Linked DNA regions of Pan troglodytes: region 2 is linked to region 1. A link is a contact called in public Hi-C data. All regions are on one chromosome and are shown on one strand. The core of a region is the stretch at or near the end of the contact, and the rest is flanking DNA. Distances in the headings are between cores, read along the strand shown. Region 1 holds the start of MAN2C1 (mannosidase alpha class 2C member 1). Region 2 overlaps CSPG4 (chondroitin sulfate proteoglycan 4).

Region 1 (2,700 bases), core at 9-2,508:
AGTGCAGTGCCACGATCATAGCTCACTGCAGGCTTGACCTCCCAGGCTCAAGCAGTCCTCCCACCTCGGCCTCCTGAGTAGCTGCATGCCACCACGCCCAGCTAATTTTTTAACTTTTTGTAGAGACAGGGTCTTGCTATGCTGCCCAGGTTGGTCTCAAACTCCTGGCCTCAAGCTGTCCTCCCACCTCGGCCTCGCAAAGTGCTGAGATTACAGGTGTGAGCCACCAGAGCTGGCCTGATTTTAGGCTTTTTTTGTACTGGGGAGAAGAGACTGAGCCAAAGTGTAGGGTGCCAAAAAGAGCTTTGTGGGATGAGATTTTAGGGCAAAGCTGGGGCAGTGTCTGACTTGGCGGTGGTCATGTGTACTGATTTAGGGGAAAGATCTTGAGGTTTTCTCAAATAATTCACCTATCCCCGTGTTCCCTCAAGAAAGGTCATGTTGACCTGGAACCATAGGGGAAATTGGTGGGGTGTGATCAGGGTCAGCCCCAGCTGTTGCTGCCCCTGCAGTGTTTTGTCCAGAGCACTTGCCTGCAGGTCCGGATAGGATTTCAAGGCCAGTTCAGGAGAAAGTCCCAACCCACCAGTGCAACCAACAAAAGAGTAAGTTTTACCTACAGCCTGGGTTTTCACAAGTAGCATTTTTATTCCTCCTGCTGTCTGACATCTGAGCTCCAAGCTCTAAACCCAACCTGTATTATATGCAGCAGCAGGTTATCTTTATTTTAAATCACATTTGTTATTCTGTACTTAGTCACCTTTCCGTGTGATCTGCATTTGAAATGTTGTAAACTTGGTCAGTATTTCCATTAAAATATCAGGGCTAATCTTGTGTATTTTTTTTTTGTTCCTAATGATTTTATAGACAAAGACTCTTGGCAACCCCAGGAGAAAAAAATAAAGCTGTCAGTGGAGTACTAGGGATGAGAATGAAACTGGAGGTCTGTTTCTGGTATTATGGCTTCCCGGGACTCTACAGTCCTGTATGGTGAAATACATTTTTCCATTGGGATCGTCAATGCCATGACTGTTCTGCCACCTCAAACTCCAGAGTTTCTGGTGATGTGCAAGAGTTAGCAATATATATTCAGTAAAGCGTGTAATCGAGTAAGTCGTAGTAACTTGGGCGTAAAGCTCTACCTCCCTGCTCACTAACACCCTGATCTCCGTCCGGTATGAAAACACCTATTCCGGGTAGTCTGGCTCCACGTTAAGCAAACACCACTTTCCGTGTTCACCGACAGCTAGAGCCAGAGGTCTCCCGGTTGCTGATTCTGAGGCTGGGTCTGCAGCAGCTGAGGCTCCCGCCTGTCTTGCCGAATGGCCTAAGTCTCTGTCTCGAGACTTTCGAGAGTTCTAATCGTCAAATTTCCCATTTTATTTTGAGATTTTCCCTGCGGCCCACTATTTCGGACAACATAGGAGAGCCTCAAAAACAGTTTCTAGCTTCCAACTCGGCTCAAAATTCAGACAGCAGCTGGGCTTCCGAGAGCCGCCCGTGTTCCAAGAAAAGCTGCCCGGGACTGGGAGGCGCCCTCTGGACGCCGGAACCTTTGGTTTCCTGCCGTGGAGCGGAACGGTAGCGCCAGGGGCCTTCCGGAAAGAGGAGCGAGAGCCCGGCGATGGCGGCTGCGCCGGCCTTGAAGCACTGGCGCACCACGCTGGAGCGGGTGGAGAAGTTCGTGTCGCCGCTCTACTTTACCGACTGTAACCTCCGCGGCAGGTGTGGCCCCTGGTCTCCCGCAGCCGGCCGACCGCAACCGTGCGCCTCAAGCTTTCCTTCCGGGGAGAAACCTAAGCTGCAGCCACCCGGGCCGCGGGACAAAGTGCCCGCCGCGGGCAGGGCAGGGCAGGGCAGGGGCCGGGGAGGAGGGGTTAGGGAATGGACTGTGCCGCGGAGCGGCCAGGCAGCCCTCTTGGCGGAGGATCCAGGGAAAGTGCGGCCCCACCGGCCAGCTGGTCCCCAGGCGGAAACGGGGCGGCCTCCAGCATGTGCCCACCGGCCCGTCCCACGCAGGCTTTTTGGGGCCAGCTGCCCTGTGGCTGTGCTCTCCAGCTTCCTGACGCCGGAGAGACTTCCCTACCAGGAGGCAGTCCAGCGGGACTTCCGCCCCGCGCAGGTCGGCGACAGCTTCGGACCCACGTAGGTAACGCCCAGCGGGTGGGCGGGGCCACGGGCCTAGGGGAAGTCCCAACCCAGCTCCCAGCCACACCTTCGTTGTCTGCCCTCTGCCGTAGACAGAGCAGCACCCTCTGCTGGGAACAGCTCTCTGGTCCCTGGGTCTTCAGGGGATGGTTTTCATTCCCACGTGGCCGCCTCTGGACATCTCTTAGGAAGGGCACCCTAGGGATCACGAACCTTTGACGCCTCTGCCTGTTTCCCTCATCTTGCTTCTCACCTTGTTGCTCCTTTCTTGTGACTCAAAGCTGAGTACCTTGTGACACTGCAGATGCTTGGAGAGTTTCAAGCCCCTGCCGACACTTTATCCAAGGAAGGATATCAGGATAGGACTTCTACCTCTAGGCCTATCACAACAGCTCTCTTGCAGATGGTGGACCTGCTGGTTCCGGGTGGAGCTGACCATCCCAGAGGCATGGGTGGGCCAGGAAGTTCACCTTTGCTGGGAAAGTGATGGAGAAGGTCTGGTGTGGCGTGATGGAGAACCTGTCCAGGTGAGGAACCCTGTCCTAGGGCCAG
Region 2 (2,700 bases), core at 166-2,665, 300 kb before region 1:
GCTTTGGAGCAGGCTAGGCTGGGGCTCATCGAGGGTCTCAGGCCGAGGCCACTGCAGTGCCAGTGCCCCCCTGAGGACTAGGGCAGGCAGCTGGGGGCACTTGGTTCCATGGAGCCTGGATAAACAGTGCTTTGGAGGCTCTGGACAGCTGTGTGGTGTTTGTGTCTTAACTATGCACTGGGCCCTTGTCTGCGTCGGCTTGCATACAGAGGGCCCCTGGGGTCGGCCCTCCGGCCTGGCCTCAGCCAGTGGGATGGACAGGGCCAGGCAGGCCTCTGAACTTCCACCTCCTGGGGCCTCCCAGACCTCCTGTGCCCCCACCTGTGTGGGCAGGTGGGCCAGTCTTCGGGTGATGGGACCAAACCCCTTCAGTTCAGTAGAGAAAGGCTAGGTCCTCTACAAAGAGCTGCAAGACAAAAATTAAAATAAATGCTCCCCACCCTAGATTTATTAGCCTGAGTTTCGACCTCCATACCCCTGTCCTTCCCCAGCCACCTCTCAAGGGGTTGCAGCAGCAAAGTGAAGGGAGTGGGGGGACTTGGGGATCCCAAGGCTGGGACATGGTACCAAGGGGGAGGGGGAGGAGAACCACCACAGGTGCCTCCTAGAAACTTTTACAAGGAAGGCTTCTGCTGGTGTCCACCCTCCCAACAGGAGGACCAAGTGTGCTGCTTCTCAAAGCCAGAGGAAGCAGCAAGGATTCAGAAAAGCCAGGCATCCCCGCACGTGGCCTGAGAGGCCAGCATTGGGTTACAGAGGGGTTCTGAGGCCGCGGCATCTCCAGAAGGCCCTCTCTGAGTTACTGAGTCACCACCCTCTAGACCTCTCTTGAGGGTGTCGCAGGGTTGGGGGCAATGGAGACAGATTCTGGGTCCCAGGGGATATGCCTGGCCCTGACAGTAGACTGAAGAGAGGAAGAGAAATGTGAGAGGCCTCTGAGTGCAGCCAGGGTCAGTGGGTGGGAAGCCCTGGCCAGCCTCTGGCAGTTGACCTGCATCTGGGGACCAGAGTCACCTCTTCCCTGCGTCCCAACATCTGAAACATTTGAACCAGGAATGAGAGCAAGAGAGAAGTCTCCTCCCCACCCTGCCCCTGGACCGCCCCTCCTATGACGCTTCTCGCATCTCAGCGTCCAGCCTCCTAGGTCCTCCTCCACTCTGAGAGGCTTCGGGCAGGAGGCCAGGTACATCCTGCTGTTAGGGCCCCCAGAGGACCCAGGGGAGACTAAGAGTCAGGGAGGGGAAGAGGGCTGTCACACAGCAAGGCGCTTCTTGCCACACTGAAAAGCAGGACTCCCCAGGGAGGGTGACCAGGGCCCCAGAGATCCCTCTGCACCCTGAGCTCACCGTGCACAGGGCTCCGCGTGAGCCTGCTCCGTTCCTTCTACAAGCCTGGTCTCTCTGGCGCCCCAGGCCAGCCTGAGGCAGGGGCCTGGCCAAGGGTGTCTCTACACCACATCCCCTCCCAGGAGCTCAGGCTGGAGCCTCAGGGCCCTGATATCTGGAGCAAGTCTCTACCCAGGGTGACCAGTTTCCCTGGAAGTGTAAGCTGAGAAGAGGGTGAGAGACCCAGCAGGCAGGATCTGGCCTGGTCTCCGATTTCCCCCAGAGGACTGAGGACACACTCTGTTCACATAGCCTGGCCCGGCCTGCCCTGCCCCCAGGGAGCTGGCACCAGCTGACACCGTTCCAGCTCCTCTGAGCCCATGCAGGACAGTGGGCTGGCACCCAGGGCACTGTGCCAGCAGCTCTGCTAGGACCTGGGAGAGGGTCTTTCATGGGCACACCAGAGCTGAGAACCCAACCTAAACGTGGGACCTTGGTTTATGTAAATCCCTTTCCCCAGGGCTTAAGGGGCTTGTCTCCACTTTACAAAGTAACTCACCATCCCCCTCCTTTAAGGAGCCAGTTCCTCCCAGGCGCTGGAGATAACAGCCAACCCATGTGCAAGTGTTCAGGAATGTCTGGGAGCTCCTGACCCTCTCCACACAAACAAACATACACAAATCCATAATGTGCCTTTGTGCACGCCATTGTGTATATGAACACAGGCTCATGCATGACCTTCAGACACACAACACAGAGATAAATACCTACCTACCTAAGACACAAACGCATACGCGGGGGCACACACAAATTTCAGAAGTATATGCTCCTTACCTGGGGCCCCCTGCAGTCCCAGCTAGCCTAGTCGCGCAAAGGAGTCAGGATTTTCTGCCCATTAAGGCACTCAAGCTGACATCAGCAGAATTGCAAAGTGAGCCCACAGGTGGGGGAAGGGGACAGGGTAGGAGTTGCCAGAGGGGCCCAGATCCCCAGGACCCCAGCTTAGAAACCCTGCCCACCACCCTAAGTGGCTCAGTCTCTCAGGTGCTAGAGAAGGGGCTCCCTCTGAGCCCTTCCCTGCATCCTAGAAGCCAGTCCTTTAAGCAGATTGCTCTGGCAGCCAGGGAGCCCACTGAGCTGGCACACTCATCCCCCAACAGGAAGCCAGAGAAGTGCTTCTGCCACCCCACACCGACCTCCCCTGACCAATGAGAACTGCCAGGGCTGCTGGCATCTTCCTCCAGGCCCTGAAGATTCCAGATCTCAAAGAGGTGGAGGTTCTTCCTGGGCAGAACTCCAGACGTCTCTGGTTGGATCTCCCATTCCTGGCCGTAACATGTCGGGAAGCCCTGGTAAGTAGTTGGGACCAAGGTAG

The links. Hi-C and Micro-C count contacts between places; a contact is called where the count stands out from the background.
Region 2: a contact with region 1 is called in a Hi-C map of induced pluripotent stem cells, with 1.6 times the contacts expected there. The contact joins the enhancer-like site here to the promoter of MAN2C1 in region 1. A contact is called at or near these places in 1 of 7 Hi-C or Micro-C datasets (induced pluripotent stem cells) and 1 of 1 datasets of contacts at active chromatin or transcription factors (stem cell-derived excitatory neurons).

The regions. Positions count from the first base shown.
Region 1 is chr16:67,303,413-67,306,112 of NHGRI_mPanTro3-v2.0_pri, reverse strand. MAN2C1 (mannosidase alpha class 2C member 1) reads left to right here and starts at 1,258. Exons shown (of 26, transcript XM_016927213.4): 1 at 1,258-1,725; 2 at 2,020-2,145; 3 at 2,552-2,675. The coding sequence starts at 1,625.
Region 2 is chr16:67,599,211-67,601,910 of NHGRI_mPanTro3-v2.0_pri, reverse strand. CSPG4 (chondroitin sulfate proteoglycan 4) reads left to right here. Exons shown (of 10, transcript XM_024349291.3): 10 at 1-145. Among named protein-coding and RNA genes, the nearest start is that of IMP3, 25 kb to the right of the region's middle. Within about 2 kb of position 1,415, at least 8 of the 24 cell types and tissues checked have an H3K27ac peak or open chromatin away from gene starts, as enhancers often do. A contact at or near this core is called in induced pluripotent stem cells, where this site is marked.